Linked DNA regions of Gossypium hirsutum: region 1 is linked to region 2. The links are chromatin contacts, called in public Hi-C maps. All regions are on one chromosome and are shown on one strand. The core of a region is the stretch at or near the end of the contact, and the rest is flanking DNA. Distances in the headings are between cores, read along the strand shown. Region 1 holds the start of LOC107942268 (calcium/calmodulin-regulated receptor-like kinase 1). Region 2 has its middle 33 kb from the start of LOC107940012.

Evidence for each region. Hi-C and Micro-C count contacts between places; a contact is called where the count stands out from the background.
Region 1: a contact with region 2 is called in a Hi-C map of leaf, with 2.3 times the contacts expected there. The contact joins the promoter of LOC107942268 here to the enhancer-like site in region 2. A contact is called at or near these places in 8 of 34 Hi-C or Micro-C datasets (anther, leaf and petal).

The regions. Positions count from the first base shown.
Region 1 is chrD01:9,288,097-9,292,019 of Gossypium_hirsutum_v2.1, reverse strand. LOC107942268 (calcium/calmodulin-regulated receptor-like kinase 1) reads right to left here and starts at 1,691. Exons shown (of 8, transcript XM_016875897.2): 1 at 1,404-1,691; 2 at 187-551. The coding sequence starts at 500.
Region 2 is chrD01:9,113,530-9,117,440 of Gossypium_hirsutum_v2.1, reverse strand. No RefSeq gene overlaps it. Among protein-coding and RNA genes, the nearest start is that of LOC107940012, 33 kb to the right of the region's middle. Within about 2 kb of position 1,365, at least 6 of the 9 cell types and tissues checked have an H3K27ac peak or open chromatin away from gene starts, as enhancers often do.

The DNA of each region.
Region 1 (3,923 bases), core at 442-2,941, 170 kb before region 2:
GTTATTTATGAATGGACCACCAAAGTAACTTCCCACAGCCATTAAATCATTTATCATATCACATGGATAACAAAACAAACTAATTACTAACACATCTTGTCGACTCATGAACACAATACATAAACCTAAAGAAAGAAACATTTTGTTAATGATGCGTAAGTACAATAAGTTTCAAAAGAAACATACTTGTATGAATACTCAGGTATTCCAGACACAGAGACAACATTGCTTCTTCTAAGCCCTTCAAGCCACATAGACATTCCATTTCTCCCACATTTCACAGGTGACTCAGGACCCATAGTTGAATCGGATAACATGTTACAAGAATCAGCTCCATTAGCCCTTATAGGAATAGTTGCAGCTCTCCTGGAACTGCTGTTCCCTATCTGGGATCTCTTTCTATGATACCTTATACAAAACAGTGCAAAAATAGCTAAAAGCACACCAATCACCACTCCTATAGAAATCCCAATGACCAAACCAGATGATTCCCCTCTCATATCTACTATTTTTTATTATTTGCTATTCAAGCCTCCAGTCCATTGAAACAACTGCAAATACAATTCTAGCGTCAAATCAAGCCAATTCTAAACCATCAACAAAATGACAATAAGAAAAGAAAAAATTAAAAAAAAAAAACTGGAATACAAATCTGAGTCAAATAATGCTAATATTTACTAAAACTAGAAGGTCAAGTTTAGAACTTTCATTTCATGGCATTTATCACAGCAAATGGAATAAAAGTCAAAAGTGATATACATGACAAAAGAACAACTTTTAGTCTTATATATGAATAGTTTTGTACCAAAACTACTCAAATTCACATAAATGTGAGAAGAAACCGATTGGAAAGAAGCCCAGGAAACAAAATTCGGAAAAGAAAAAAAAAAAGAGAGAGAGAAAGAAAGCCAATAATTTTCCTAAAGCTTTGTGATTTGAAAAAAAATATATACTTGATCCGATTAACATTGGTCAGAAACCTATTAATTATTATGGACAAAAAAAAACTGAAAATTTCTGCTGATTACATATTTAAAAAAAAAAAGAATAACAAAACTGATCTGTATGGTTACTAAGAAAAAAGAGTTTAAGAAGTCCAAAAAAAGTTTCAAGAAAGCAAAGAGCTTTTAAGTAAAACCTAACTCTTTCTTTCACTTTCAGTTTCCAACTTCTATTTCCTAAGCTTTCTCACCAACCAAACAGAGTGCAAAGCAAGAAAGGAAAAGGGAGAAGGAGAAAAAAAACCCAGAAACAGAGAACTTCTAACCCATGAAAGTATGACAAGTGACAACAAGCCCGGAAATTTTGAAAAAAAAAATCCAGAATCTTTTCCTATAAAAAAAAAGTGAAATTCGATGCATTGATGAAGAAATAAACCAAAATAAATTAACTTTTAAAGCTACCTTTTCTAGTATACGAAAAAAAATACATTTCTTCAGTTACATGTTCTCTTTGGAGCAACGAGGGGGGAAACAAATAGAAAAGAAGAGCAGTGACAAGAAAATCTTTTGAGTGAGAGGGGATTTTAAAGAAAGAATATTAGACTTTGAGAACTGAGGAGGAAAGATTTTTCTGAAAGTTGGGAAAAAAACAACACTGGTATTTGTTGGAGAGATTGTTCTTTCTAAAAATTAAGTATATTAATAAATAAATAAATAAACGTGACTCGCCGTTTGTATAATAAACGCGGGACTGGAGTGAAGGAGAAATTATTTTTGGGTTCTTAAACGTGGCCTTTGATGTTCAATTTTACCCTTTCGAGGAAGAAATTGATATTTTGAGCACATTTCTTTTTGTACAAGTATGTACTCCATCTCTTTCCTTTCATAATTTATGTTTTGATTAATTTCCGGGATTCAAAATTATCATCCCTATCTAATTATATTATTTAAGTTTTTATATAGGTATAATGACTTATTTCACCCTCAAATTTTATAAAAAGTCATTTTAGTCCTTCATTTCTTCTTTTTTGTCCTTAAACTTGTATTATTTATCAAATCACCTCAAAATGGATAGAAAAGTTAATAAAAATTAATTTTAAAAATTAATTAATTACTTATGACCACGTGGATGCCACGTCATCAAAGTTAACAAATATCAATTTTGTTATCCATTTTGGGGTGATTTGATAAACAGTGCAAGTTTAAGGGTTAAAAGAGAGAAAATTTTAAATAAATGACTAAAATAAGTTTTTTTTATAAAATTGAAGGGCCAAATAAATTATTTTACATGATTTTACACTTGAACGTATACAAAATTAATTTATTTATATGTCATTATTAAAATTTGAATCTTAAATCACGTAAACCACGGGTTTGACTCTATTCTATTGCTTTTTCGTCTATTAATATTCGATGCATATTTAATTGCGATTTTACATTTCATGTACATTAGAATAGTGATGATGATTATATTAGATATTAAGGAATAAAAAATTAATGGAGTGGATTAAATGCAAAATTGACCTGTGAATCCCTTATGAAATTATTATGTTGAATTACTGAAAAAGAATACCCTTAAGGTGAAGGCATATTGGTGAGTTGTTGGTCCAAAGGCACATTGGGTTTGAATGTGTGAGGTTAGGGTGGAATTGAAGTTTACTTATTAGGCAAACACTTTTTTTTAAGACACCTATTGGTTTTGGATAATTTCCATTTAACTGTTTACCAAACAGTAAATTATTATTATTTGATATATTGAGAGGGTAGTTTTTTTTTTTTAAGATATGTGAAAGTCTCTTTGTGTAATTAAAAATCACTGCTACCATTTTCTTTATAATATATTTAAAAATCTACTATTGATTTTTCTCTAAAACATTTGAGAATTATTGATGAAATTAGTTTAACTAAACCTTATATAATAAATTATTACATGATAAGGAAAAGAGAAAAGTAAGTGGTGGTTGATTTTTAAGAGAGCTACTTGCACATTTAGGAGGCAGTGGGTAACAGTCAACCTAATGCACCTAATTTGAATGGAATAATTAAATTCCATAAATATAGATAAAAAAAGAAGAAATTTATTAATTCTTTTAAATGAAAAAATTAAATATAATATTTTTTTTCATTTTATCAAGTCTATTTATTTATTCAAAACAAATGGAATAGTTTGAATAATAAAAATGTAAAAACAAAAGATATGACATTTTGGGTATAAATTCAAAGTAATAAATAAGGTCTTTTTATTTTTCAACTAAACCACTTCCTTATATCTTCAATATCTAAACCATTTAATTTCCCAATGAATTCCATTATTGTTCAAAACATTCAATGGAATTATTGTTCTCCTCTTCAGTTAGCATCCAAATAGAGATTTAAAAGGTTGAGGATAAGGATGATGTTAGAACACTATTTTGGGTCAAAAAATGAAATTAATTGAGAGTTAAAAGTCAACTTTTACCATTATACTAATACATGATTTCTTAAAAACTGAAGAAATCATATAATCAATTTTTCACTACTGCCACCAAATAAGCATGTACAATGAATTTGTAATAAACTTACTAAATAGAAAAAGTTGCATCATTCACATTCAATTATTGGTTAGTTATTAAATCTGAACACAAAGATAACCCAATAATAAGCTATAAGTATCAACTCCCGACATTATTTTCGGGTATAACCTTTTTCCCTTACACTCCTCTACTCTATTTTCACTCTACAACTCATACTGACTTAATAATGGGAGACCTCTTCATTTCTTTGTGACCTTGACTTGCAAATACCCCTATCATTTTTACCTTCATCCAACTCTCAGTCCAGCCCACCGTAATGAGGTATTGGTAGATATATTGAGACCTTATTTATTTATGTAATGGGGTAGGATTTTGACATTTTATTGAATGGAAAAAATGCTTTTAAAAATAATATTGACAACACAAAAATAAATAGAAGGTGATAGTCAGGATTCTATTGGGCCATCAG
Region 2 (3,911 bases), core at 116-2,615:
ATTCCCATAATTCGGATATAGTACTCGAGATACTTTGGGAAATTTTGAATCCAAGAAGCATTACTAAATTCTCGGTCTAGCCTTTCAAATACCCCTTCTCTTTGCCATGTGAAGGATGGCCTCCAAAATCCCAAATCATGTAGGTTGTTTGCTTCAACAAGCTCCCCAAAGTAAGGACGTCGTCTTCTAATAGTACTCATTCTTTTTTTATCATTCTAGGGGACAATGGTGGTAGGTATAGTCTCTTTTAATGCTTCCCATAGCAATATTCTCTTTGTTCTATTTGGGCTTCCATACACGAAAACAATTAGGACTGTTTGTATGGGAATTCTGAAAGAAACTCATGCTAGGATGAATTGAGGGTGGTTTCGGATAATTTCAAGACTAACTAAGTTTTTCCAACCAATCCAGATCCCCCCTAAGAACCCCCAAGCTTCTACCTGATAGGAGTAGTGCAGCCTTAATTTTGCATTTATCTCATCAGCTTTGTGGCCACTGACTTTTGGTTTTAACAAGCTAATAATATATGGCTTATGCTCCATATTATATTCTCTAAAAATGCAAGGAAACTTCTCACTCACGCATTATTGAAAATTCTAAGAAAATATTGAAAGTGAAGAGTTCATTATTAAAAAGCACAGTAAATGAATAAATGTCCTTACAATTACTGACCAGCTCTTACCTGCTCTCCTGACTTTTCATCCATCACTTTGGGAACTTCGTTCACCAACCCCCGCTGGAACTGGCTTTGTAGTAACTTGACCATGTTGCTAATTGATTCAACAAGTGGGAGTTTTCAGGGAGAAGCCTTAAAAGGGCTACCTTTTTCCTTAATGACTTTCTTGAGCTTCTTACCTTTTCGGCTACCATTGGCCTTCACACTACCTTGCGCCGAAGAAAATTCTATTAGATGTCCTATTGTAATGGTTCTGCTTCTTTGTATGGTCCCCCAGTTCTATGTTGGATGTTCTCTTTAAAAATGACCACCAAATGTTTTGCAGCGTCAAGAACACCTACCGTCAGAATCGCTTAGATTTCCTACAAATCCCCTATCCTTGGTTGGCTATTATGGCAGGTGACATCCACTGACCTGCCTTTTTCTAGAGCCAAATGTCCTTGTCTTAGTTTGGCTTCGTCGATCTTTAGCGTAAACTTACTGGCGATCCAAAGATTGCCCGATGCTTGGGTAGCCAAGCTTGACCCAGCATTTTGCCGCTAGCTTTGGCCTAGGTCCACTTTTGACCCAACCACATGAACCTGCGAATCTTCTTCCCCAACTAGGTTTTCCAAAACCTGGAACCTAGAGTTGTCCGCCAATTGTGCCTAAGTCTCACCACTGTCCTTCCTTTCCATTCTCAAAGTGCGTCTGCCCCACCTCTCGGCAAGCATCCACGGCCTATAGGTGCATAGATTTGGCGCTGCGACTTCTTTATTTTCCTTTGAAATTTGCCTCTGTTCTCTCCTATTCCCTGTAATGCCTATGCCAAATTCCTCCGGCCCCGTTGCTTCCTTAGGGCAGATCTCCTTCACATGCCCATAGTAGTCGCACAACAAACAAACGATCAGTAAGTATTCATATTCAATCCACTGAATAACTCTTTTTACCAAGACTTGAGTGATCAAAGCCCTATCCAAATTGATGAACACTACTATTCTTGCAAACCTCCCCCTAACGCTGTTGTCCGTATTGAAATCAAATTTTGCAACTTTCTCGATCATCCCCCTATTTCCCGTAAGATTTGTAGCTTATACATATGCCCAGTAACGTAGGAAGTCGGATCCATGCCATAACCGTGCTTAGATACGGCTGAGCTGGATTAAAACCCATAGTCCATGACTGTACTGTTAAGTACTACCCAAACACGGCTCAAGGACCATAACACAAGACTCTCTCGTAATCCTTCGAGTTCTTAAATTTGGCTAAAGATTAATCATGCTCCACATCTATTAAACGGAACGATTGAGGTGATTTCCAGAGTGAAAAAAACCTTGTTCTAAAGTGCAGCGTACCCTATACTTCTTCCCAAAAGTTTGATTACTACTATGTGTTCCATGTGTTTGATAAGGATTTGGTGTACGCGTTCTGAAAAATTAATCGAAGGAATACCATTGACCAACGAGCGCTCCACATCCTCCTTTAACAGTCTGAATTCTTTTGCTCCATCCAACCCATCCGAAGTTGTTGTTCTCTCATCTGCTCGGAGTCCCATACCTACCAGTTGGTCTTTCCAAGAAAGGAACTTTTCAGCAACTAGTGTTGTATCCATCACAACATCCCAGTCTTCCTCTATTCCCCGAATTGGTACTTTCTTTGTTGAGCAATTCACCAAATCACCCTCATCGCCACCTTCGTACTCCGTGCTCTTCATCGTAATCAATATGGAATGTTAGTGTCCCCCAAAACAACTCATTTAATTAATTAAGTATTTAATTTAATTTATAAAATCTATTTAATATATATTTTTAAATTAAGTATGGAATACTATTAGATTGTTTGATAAATGTATTTTTAAAATTTTAAAGCTAAATTATTTAAATAAATATAATATTAAAAGAAATAAAATAAAATAAAAAGAATTTAAAATATTCTACTTTGTTATTTAGAGACTATATTATTTTATTATTAAATTATGGCATGAGATTTAGGTTTTGGGTCTTATATAACATGTTTAACATTTAATTTGTTTTTGTTAGGAACGACTCGATTAAGCAACAAGTAAAAAAAATAGCGGAATAAATTGAGAAATTGAACACACAAATTTAATATGGAAAAGCCCCTCCAAAGAGGATAAAAAATCACGGGCAAAGATAATTTTACTATAATGACAAAAGAACGAAGAGTACAAAAGATGGAGATAAAAACTAAACCCCGGAAACTCGAAAACAAAGAACCCTCAAAACATAAACACAAAATTCTCTAAATGTGTTATGAGTTCTAATCTCTAATGGGTGTATTTTCTAAGGTTGTAAAAGAGCCTATTTATAGGCTAAATTCATAGGTCAAATAATAATAAAATAATCTAGACTACTCAGAGTTTGATTGAAACAAATAAACAGAGTTTAACTGAAAGATTATTTCTCAAATTTGACTGAAATAGGAGTCATACTCAACAAATCTCCACCTTGACTCATATTTCCACAATGCCCTCTTTGCCAAAGCCTGCCACGGGCCTATCTTGAACTATGCAGAGAATTAATTAATTCGAATCTATGCTTAGAAGCTGGAAGACTTCTAGCCTTCAACTTGTACACTGCGAAATTAAAATTAACTCGAGTCTGATTTTCACAAACACAATGCCCTAACTTTTCAAAACCTGCATGCAAAAAAGAACGTCTCTTCAACGAAACGGTCATACCTTTTTCCCTCCTATGACCAAGTTGCCTCCCCTCCAAACAAGTTGAATTCGACTCCATAACGGACAAGGGACATCCGATTTCACCGGTCACTGTAAAACCTTCTAGAATATAAAGACTGCCGGTTCTTTTACCTTTTAACAAAACGAGAGCTCCACGAGATACTTTAATGTCGCTCGACTCGATGTTGATTTTGGATCCTTTCAAGTCTAAAATACTCAATGAGATGAGATTCTTTCATAAATCAAGTACATACCTGACATCTGAGAGTGTCCTAATCGTCACATCGTGTATCCTAATTTTAACAGTACCAATGCCAATTACCTTACTAGATGCATCATTTCTCATGCGTACAACTCCACCTTCAACCGAACTGTATGTGAAGAACCATTCTCTATTGGGTCACATGTGGAAAGAACATCCCGAATCTAGGATCCACTCGGACGTGAGCTGGGAGTTATAACTCGTTGACACTAGCAAGAAATCATCACCGATTTCATCAACCAAATTAGTACCAGCTACATCTTCCTCGTTACTCTCAGCAACTATTTTATTTC